2 separate regions of the Arachis hypogaea genome follow, and region 1 is linked to region 2. Evidence: chromatin contacts called from public Hi-C data. All regions are on one chromosome and are shown on one strand. The core of a region is the stretch at or near the end of the contact, and the rest is flanking DNA. Distances in the headings are between cores, read along the strand shown. Region 1 holds the start of LOC112765922. Region 2 has its middle 30 kb from the start of LOC112764907.

Region 1 (3,400 bases), core at 10-2,509, 33 kb after region 2:
ACTGAAAAAGTAAAAGAGAAACAAAAGTTACAAACGCGCACACGCTGTCGGGTAGATTCTAGATTTCATCTTATAAAATGTTTTTACCATTTTATCGTATTGAATATCGAAACCAATGAATATTGGTTTTCAATTGATTTTCAATTTTCGATGTTCATCTAACACCACTCCATTCTCCCTGTGTGTGATCGATTATAGGGGGAAATTGGCACCACTTACTTTGATTGAAAATGTCCTTTGGTGCTTCTTTTAAGGACTTGACCTAAATCAAATCAAAAGGGGTATTATAGTCATTCAAAAATATTTTTTATATGCTAAAATTAATCACTAAAATTAGTCACTAATATATTTGTGTATAAATATATATGTGATTTAATTTACTTTTAATGTGTATTTATTTTAACGTATATTTTATACTAGTAACTGACTTTGGTAGCTGATTTTTGTGTACACGTAGCATAATCGATACTTACCAGACGTTTGTTTCTTAGCTATTGCAATATGCAATTACTTTTTGTTCCTTACTAATCTAACTAAACAAGTAATGGTTGTAAGCCAAACAGGTGTCTACTTTGACAAAAAAAGAGAAAAAGAAAAAAGGAAATAGCCTTACATATTAAGCATTGTAACATCATATTTAGGACCTACACGTTTATGTGTTTATCTTGGTTAAGTTATTATTTTCTAATTAAATTTGGGCACCATGATTTTTTTTATGCATTTTTAGGGTTAGGAATGAGAAGAGTAACGGTCATCGTTGCTGGCCTTGCATTCCAAGACGCAAAAGGCAAACACAGAAATAACATTGTCGACATGTTGGTGTGATGAAAAATGATAGAGTACTCGTGGAATGAATGCATCCTTTATATGTTGAAACAAGTCCACATACACAGGCTCATCATGGAATTATAGCCATTGATAATACTTTGATTCGGCTTTAACTTTGATAAATAATTCAGATGAGTCCAACTTTTGAGCCTGGCTCTCAAGAATATATTGTGATCCAATATTAACACTTTTACAAGTATTGTTGTATGTGCTTCATGTAATTAATGTTTCACTGATGTTTAGACATGACAGGGCATATATGAAAGTGTGAACAGTGTTGTGGGTTTATTAGATATTCATAGAGGTGGCTTTAACTAGCCTGTATGTTTCTTTTATTCTTTATCTTGGTTGTACTGTTAGATGGTTCTATGACTATGCAATGGATAGCATTTTCTGATGATTAGCACATAATTAAGTTTAAGATATATTAATTTCTCACTATATTCTCCAACTTAACATATCAAAGATTAGGGGTGATAATGAATAAAGTAGAATAAAGTTTAGATTGAATCTTAACTTTATACACAGATTGATCAACCTTATTCTATTGACAGATTTATAACATGTCAATTCTAATCTTATCTATCCTTAATTGGTGGATATTTACCTTACCCACAAATCATTAACAAAATACAATATACAATAATTTGATAAGATATTGGAGTTATAATTTAGTATTTATATAAATAAATAAATTTGGCTTTTATATAAAGAAATTTTTTAAATTTTTAATTGAAAATTTTGACTTAATAATTAAAGACATTTTATATGAATTTATAACACATTATATATATATATATATATATGGGTTAACCACCAATTATATCCCCGGATTTTTTAAACGCTGACAATAATGCCCCTCACTTTTATTATCGACAAAAATATCGTTGGATAATTTAAAAACGTGCACCAAATGCCCGTCCGGCAAGTGATGCCTTCTCTATTGACGGAAGTGTGTGATGTGGCAAATGGAAAAGCTTGTGTGGCAAATGGAAAGCTTACCTGGACCCGTTTTCAAATTTTCTAATTCAATTACCCTAATTTCCAATTGCAAAATGAAAACGTGATGCATCTGAATAGCCGTTCAACCATGAATGCAGTAGGTATGATGAAGCGAAGGTCTGCATCAATGGTAGAAGGCGGCAACGATAGGTGCGAAGACTCTGGTTCGAAGCAGTATGACGGTATGTGTCGCTGTTCTCTTGCTGTTGTTGCTCTGAGATCGAAGATGAATGCTAACCCAGGGAGGTGGTTCCTTCGGTGCCCACTATGGAAGGTAAGCATGACTGGGTTTTGGCCTTTAATGGGTCTTTGTAGTTATTCCTGTTTTAATGTGTTTTGCACGTTATGATTGATTTGTTCTTCATGGGTTTTCAATTTGTGTTCTTGACAGAATAAAAACCAGGATTGCAAATATTTTCAATGGATTGATGAATTGGAAGAGCAAGACATGGTTGAAGAGGTAGAATGTTCTTGGAACCACAAACCCAGACTATCTTCAGGTGGAAAACTCAAACAGAAGAGCACTAGGAAGCTGTCCGAATCAGTGGAGTATGAGGACATAGACCCCATGGTGCTACCTGTTCTTACAAAAGAATTGAAGGAGAAATTAAGGAGGATTGAAATTCTTCTAATCATGATGTGCATTGGGGTTGCAATTGGTGTCTTCATCAATTTCTTTGCTCTGTTTAAGAACTGAGTTGAACTAATGTTAAATAGTGGATGAAGAGTAAATGTGAATGATTAGTGTGTATTTTTATAACTGTGAATGTGCCAAATTTGGTTGAAATAGGGAATGACAACTCTTGTATTGTGTTTTCATGGAACCTGATGTGTATTAAGAATGTAACAAATTATTCAACTATAAATTTGATGAGAACCTGATGTCTGTTGTGTTTTGCAAAGTGCAGTAAAACTAAATAGAATACTTGTAGTACAAACTTGGTAATTAACATTTAAATGTACTATATCTGATCACATTAACCATAACAGGTTACATAACGTTTATAACAATCCCCAAAAAGTAAATAAACATTCCCTGTAATTCAAGCATAACCTGTGATCAAGTGACAATGTTGCAATGACATAAGGAAATTAGGTAATCTACCACCAAAAGTACTTAACAGAGTCAAACACAATTTAGTTCAATATAACTGAAAACAACTTAAACAAGTCAGCCAAAAAACTCATTAACACTCAAAACAAAGGATTCCTAAATCAGCTCTACAATGTCAAAAGACATTAATACAACACATTCATCATGGCTTCTTCTTTTGTTTTTGTGAAAGCTTTGAAGGTGCAGGTATGGGCATGAATTCCATGAATCTCTTTGTGGTACCCTTGCTTGCTGCACTCATTGTTTGCTGAGAAACCAAAGGGGGAGCACTGGAGCTAGAATTTGGCACATGTACTTGGGCTGAAGTATTGGGCTTCACATGAATATTGGGCCTTCCAGCCACATTGGGCCTGACCTGTGGTGGTTTAAAAGGTACATTGGGCCTCACTGAGGTAGCCATTGGAGTGGGAGCAGCAGCCATACTGGACCTGACCTGTGGTGGCCTAATTGGATCAT
Region 2 (3,123 bases), core at 255-2,754:
TGGCTTTATTTTGACAGAAGACAACCCTTATTATGTAAAATTTTCTTTTGTTTTCTTTAGATGTAAATTCATATATTTTAAATTTAGTTAAATTTATTTATGACTTTAAGTAACAAACTCATTATTATTGGTTATTCTCAATCTCAATGAAAAATATTAAGAATCTTAACTCCTCCTTTTAATTATCTTTCTAATTTTTAAATAAATAAAATTTAAATTTTTTTCTATCTTTTTTATGTTTCAAAAAAATAACATATATTTAAATTTCAATAATATTATATGACCAAATCATATTAATAATTAAATTCAACAAAGTTAGTATAATATCCTGTATTACTGAATATTTATATTTATTCTTATTTTTTATTATATTCATATCTACTTAAATTATTTTAAATTTTGAAATAATTTTTATCAAGCATAATTATTTTAATTTGTGTCTGTTAAAGTCATTTTTATTTTGATTATCTAGTTGATATAGTCCTTGAAAATTTATTTTTTTCAAAAGTCAATTTTAATAAACTACTTTTAAAAAGATAAAAGTTGTACCAAATCAAACATCTGAAAGATTAATTGCATTAATTATTTTGTGATAATAATAACACTATTAGAAAAAATCTTTTTTAATGGCCATTTATTTTACTTTTAGCAACAATAAAAATAGCCGCTAATATATTTACTAGTAATTAGACATTAATTATTTTATGTTTTGTTGCTAAATCTTTTAGTGATAATTATACAATTGCCAGTAAAAATATTTTTAATAGACGCAAAAAGTATATAATTATCATTATAACATATAATAAAAACGATAAATATATAATTACGATAAAAATATAAGTTAAATAAAATATATAATAGCTATTATATTATAGCTACCTATGATGCACAGACATTGACATGGACACAGGACATGACACGACACGGGACACATCAACATGCAAATTTTAAAATCTTATAAGACACGGGACACGCATACATATAAAATATAAAGTATTTTTTAGATAAATCTTAATGATATTTTGATATTTTATTGATATTAAAACATAAAATAAATTTTTTATTATTTTTAATTTCTTATTTTAATTATATAAAGTATTTAAAATATTTTTTGTTTTAATAAATAATAATATATATTACTTCTAAATTTATTTTAAAAATACATGTTAAGAATAAAATTGGATACGCTGACATGTGATAATATTTAGGTGTATTCAAACGAGTTTGGAGAAGAATTTTTTATTTTTTATTAAGACATTGTTGGACATAGCAAACACGTGTGTCGGACGAAATTTTTCTAAAACGTATCTGACATACAAATACAACAACTCAATAGAATGTCTGTGCTTCATAGATAGCTACTAAAAATTTAGACTTAGTAATTTTTGGTTGTAGCGTGAGGCAGTGGAAGTTGTGAAATTCACCATCACCAAAACCATCCCGAAATTTTTCCACAAAGATCCCATGACCCTGCTAGACCGAAACAAATGAACATGAATATTATTGGCCGAAACAAATCAAAACAAGTAACTTAGGTCCGCCAGAAAATTAATGATCAGGTTTCAAAATGGGCTTCTGATTTGAGTCTGGTCCAGCAGGTTGTGGCCCGGATCTTTGATCAACAAAAAAAATAGTATTACCAAAAACTATGTCAAAATCTCCACGTAGTTTTTTTTTAATTTAAATAAAAACTTTATAGTCTTATTTACTTAATTTATGTAACAATTCTGCTAAGTGAATAACGAGAGATGCGAACAATGTGAATAACGGATTGCATTTCAGATCCACTAATCATTCAATTTCACTTTCACCCTAAACCAACCACCTTTACCTAATTTCACTTTGACCTAATTACACCCCCTTCTAACCCAAATCCTTTTTTTACCGCAGTCAGCCGTCGGTCACCTACCTCAGCACACAGTCTCCTTCACCGGCGAGAAAGCTCCCAAGCGCTGCCGTCTCCTGCTGTCACCAACCCCGAGTACAGGTGAGTCATTCCGTATTAAGAACAAACATCTCATTTTGCATGAACAAACATCTCATCCGCATGCAAGACGGAAGACGAAGCTGGGCTGCTTGCTGCAGCGCGGTGGAGGTGAGGGGAGCAGAGGTAATCACCGCAGCGCGATGGAGGACGAAGCTGGACTGCTTGCAGCGGCACGATGGAGGTGCGACAAGGCTGGGAGGCCTGCAGCGATGGGCGGGATAGAGACGCGACGAGGCTGGGCTGCATGCGGCGGTTAGGGAGGCGCAACAAAGCACGGATGTGTGCGACAGTTGCAGACGCACGAGGAAGTAGGAACGCATGCGGTGGTTCGTGAGAGACAGCAGGGGGTTGTGGGGACTAGGGGTGGGGCACGGTGCAGGTGTGAGAGGAAGGGTTTGTAGTTGTTAAAAGTCAAATTCAAAACAAAGATTATATCTAACTAATTCAAAATTTATTTTTTAAAATTAAAATTAAATTTCTTTTTTTAACCTGTTGTTTAAGTCGTTAAAAAAAATATTGTTCCCATATACTTTATTTTTATGTAATATTAGGAAGAAATACGTTTGTGAATGGGTAAAACACCTAAAGAAACCAAATGAAGAATAATATTATGTGATAGTCCCAAATGATATAATGTTACATGTATGTCCGATTTTGACAATGAAATTATTTAAATCGAAGCAGATCAACTCGATTTAAGCTTCCTCCATGTAAATCGAATTTAATGTATTCGATTTATCTATCCTCTATGTAAATTGAATTAATATAGTTTGATTTAGCCTTGCACCATATAAATTAAAATTAATCAATCCGATTTAGCACTTAAACCCTATAAATCAATATTAATGGATTCGATTTACGTGAATAGGATTTTGCATGATGTAAATCGAATTAATTACATTCGATTTATATATATATGTTGGTAAATGCTAAATCGAGTTACATTAATTCGATTTACTATGATAGTTACGTATATAAATAGGAGCTTATCGTGAATTCCTCATCATAGTGGGACTCATAATGGCTAGTGATGATATTTTTTAGTTCCGGTGCACTATAGAGGGTCGATTAAGAAAAAATGCGATCTGGAATAAAATTTACTGATAAGGATCCACTGAGTGTTTTTCTCAAACATT

Evidence for each region. A called contact is a pair of places that touch in the nucleus more often than the background predicts.
Region 1: a contact with region 2 is called in a Hi-C map of leaf, with 3 times the contacts expected there. The contact joins the promoter of LOC112765922 here to the enhancer-like site in region 2. A contact is called at or near these places in 4 of 8 Hi-C or Micro-C datasets (leaf and an unstated tissue).

What each region holds. Positions count from the first base shown.
Region 1 is chr17:124,727,618-124,731,017 of arahy.Tifrunner.gnm2.J5K5, forward strand. It overlaps LOC112765922, which reads left to right and starts at 1,260. Exons shown (of 2, transcript XM_025811792.3): 1 at 1,260-2,104; 2 at 2,222-2,726. The coding sequence starts at 1,895. The coding sequence ends at 2,527. LOC112764907 reads left to right here. Exons shown (of 2, transcript XM_025810733.3): 2 at 728-1,225. The coding sequence ends at 803.
Region 2 is chr17:124,694,242-124,697,364 of arahy.Tifrunner.gnm2.J5K5, forward strand. No RefSeq gene overlaps it. Among protein-coding and RNA genes, the nearest start is that of LOC112764907, 30 kb to the right of the region's middle. Within about 2 kb of position 1,505, at least 2 of the 3 cell types and tissues checked have open chromatin away from gene starts, as enhancers often do.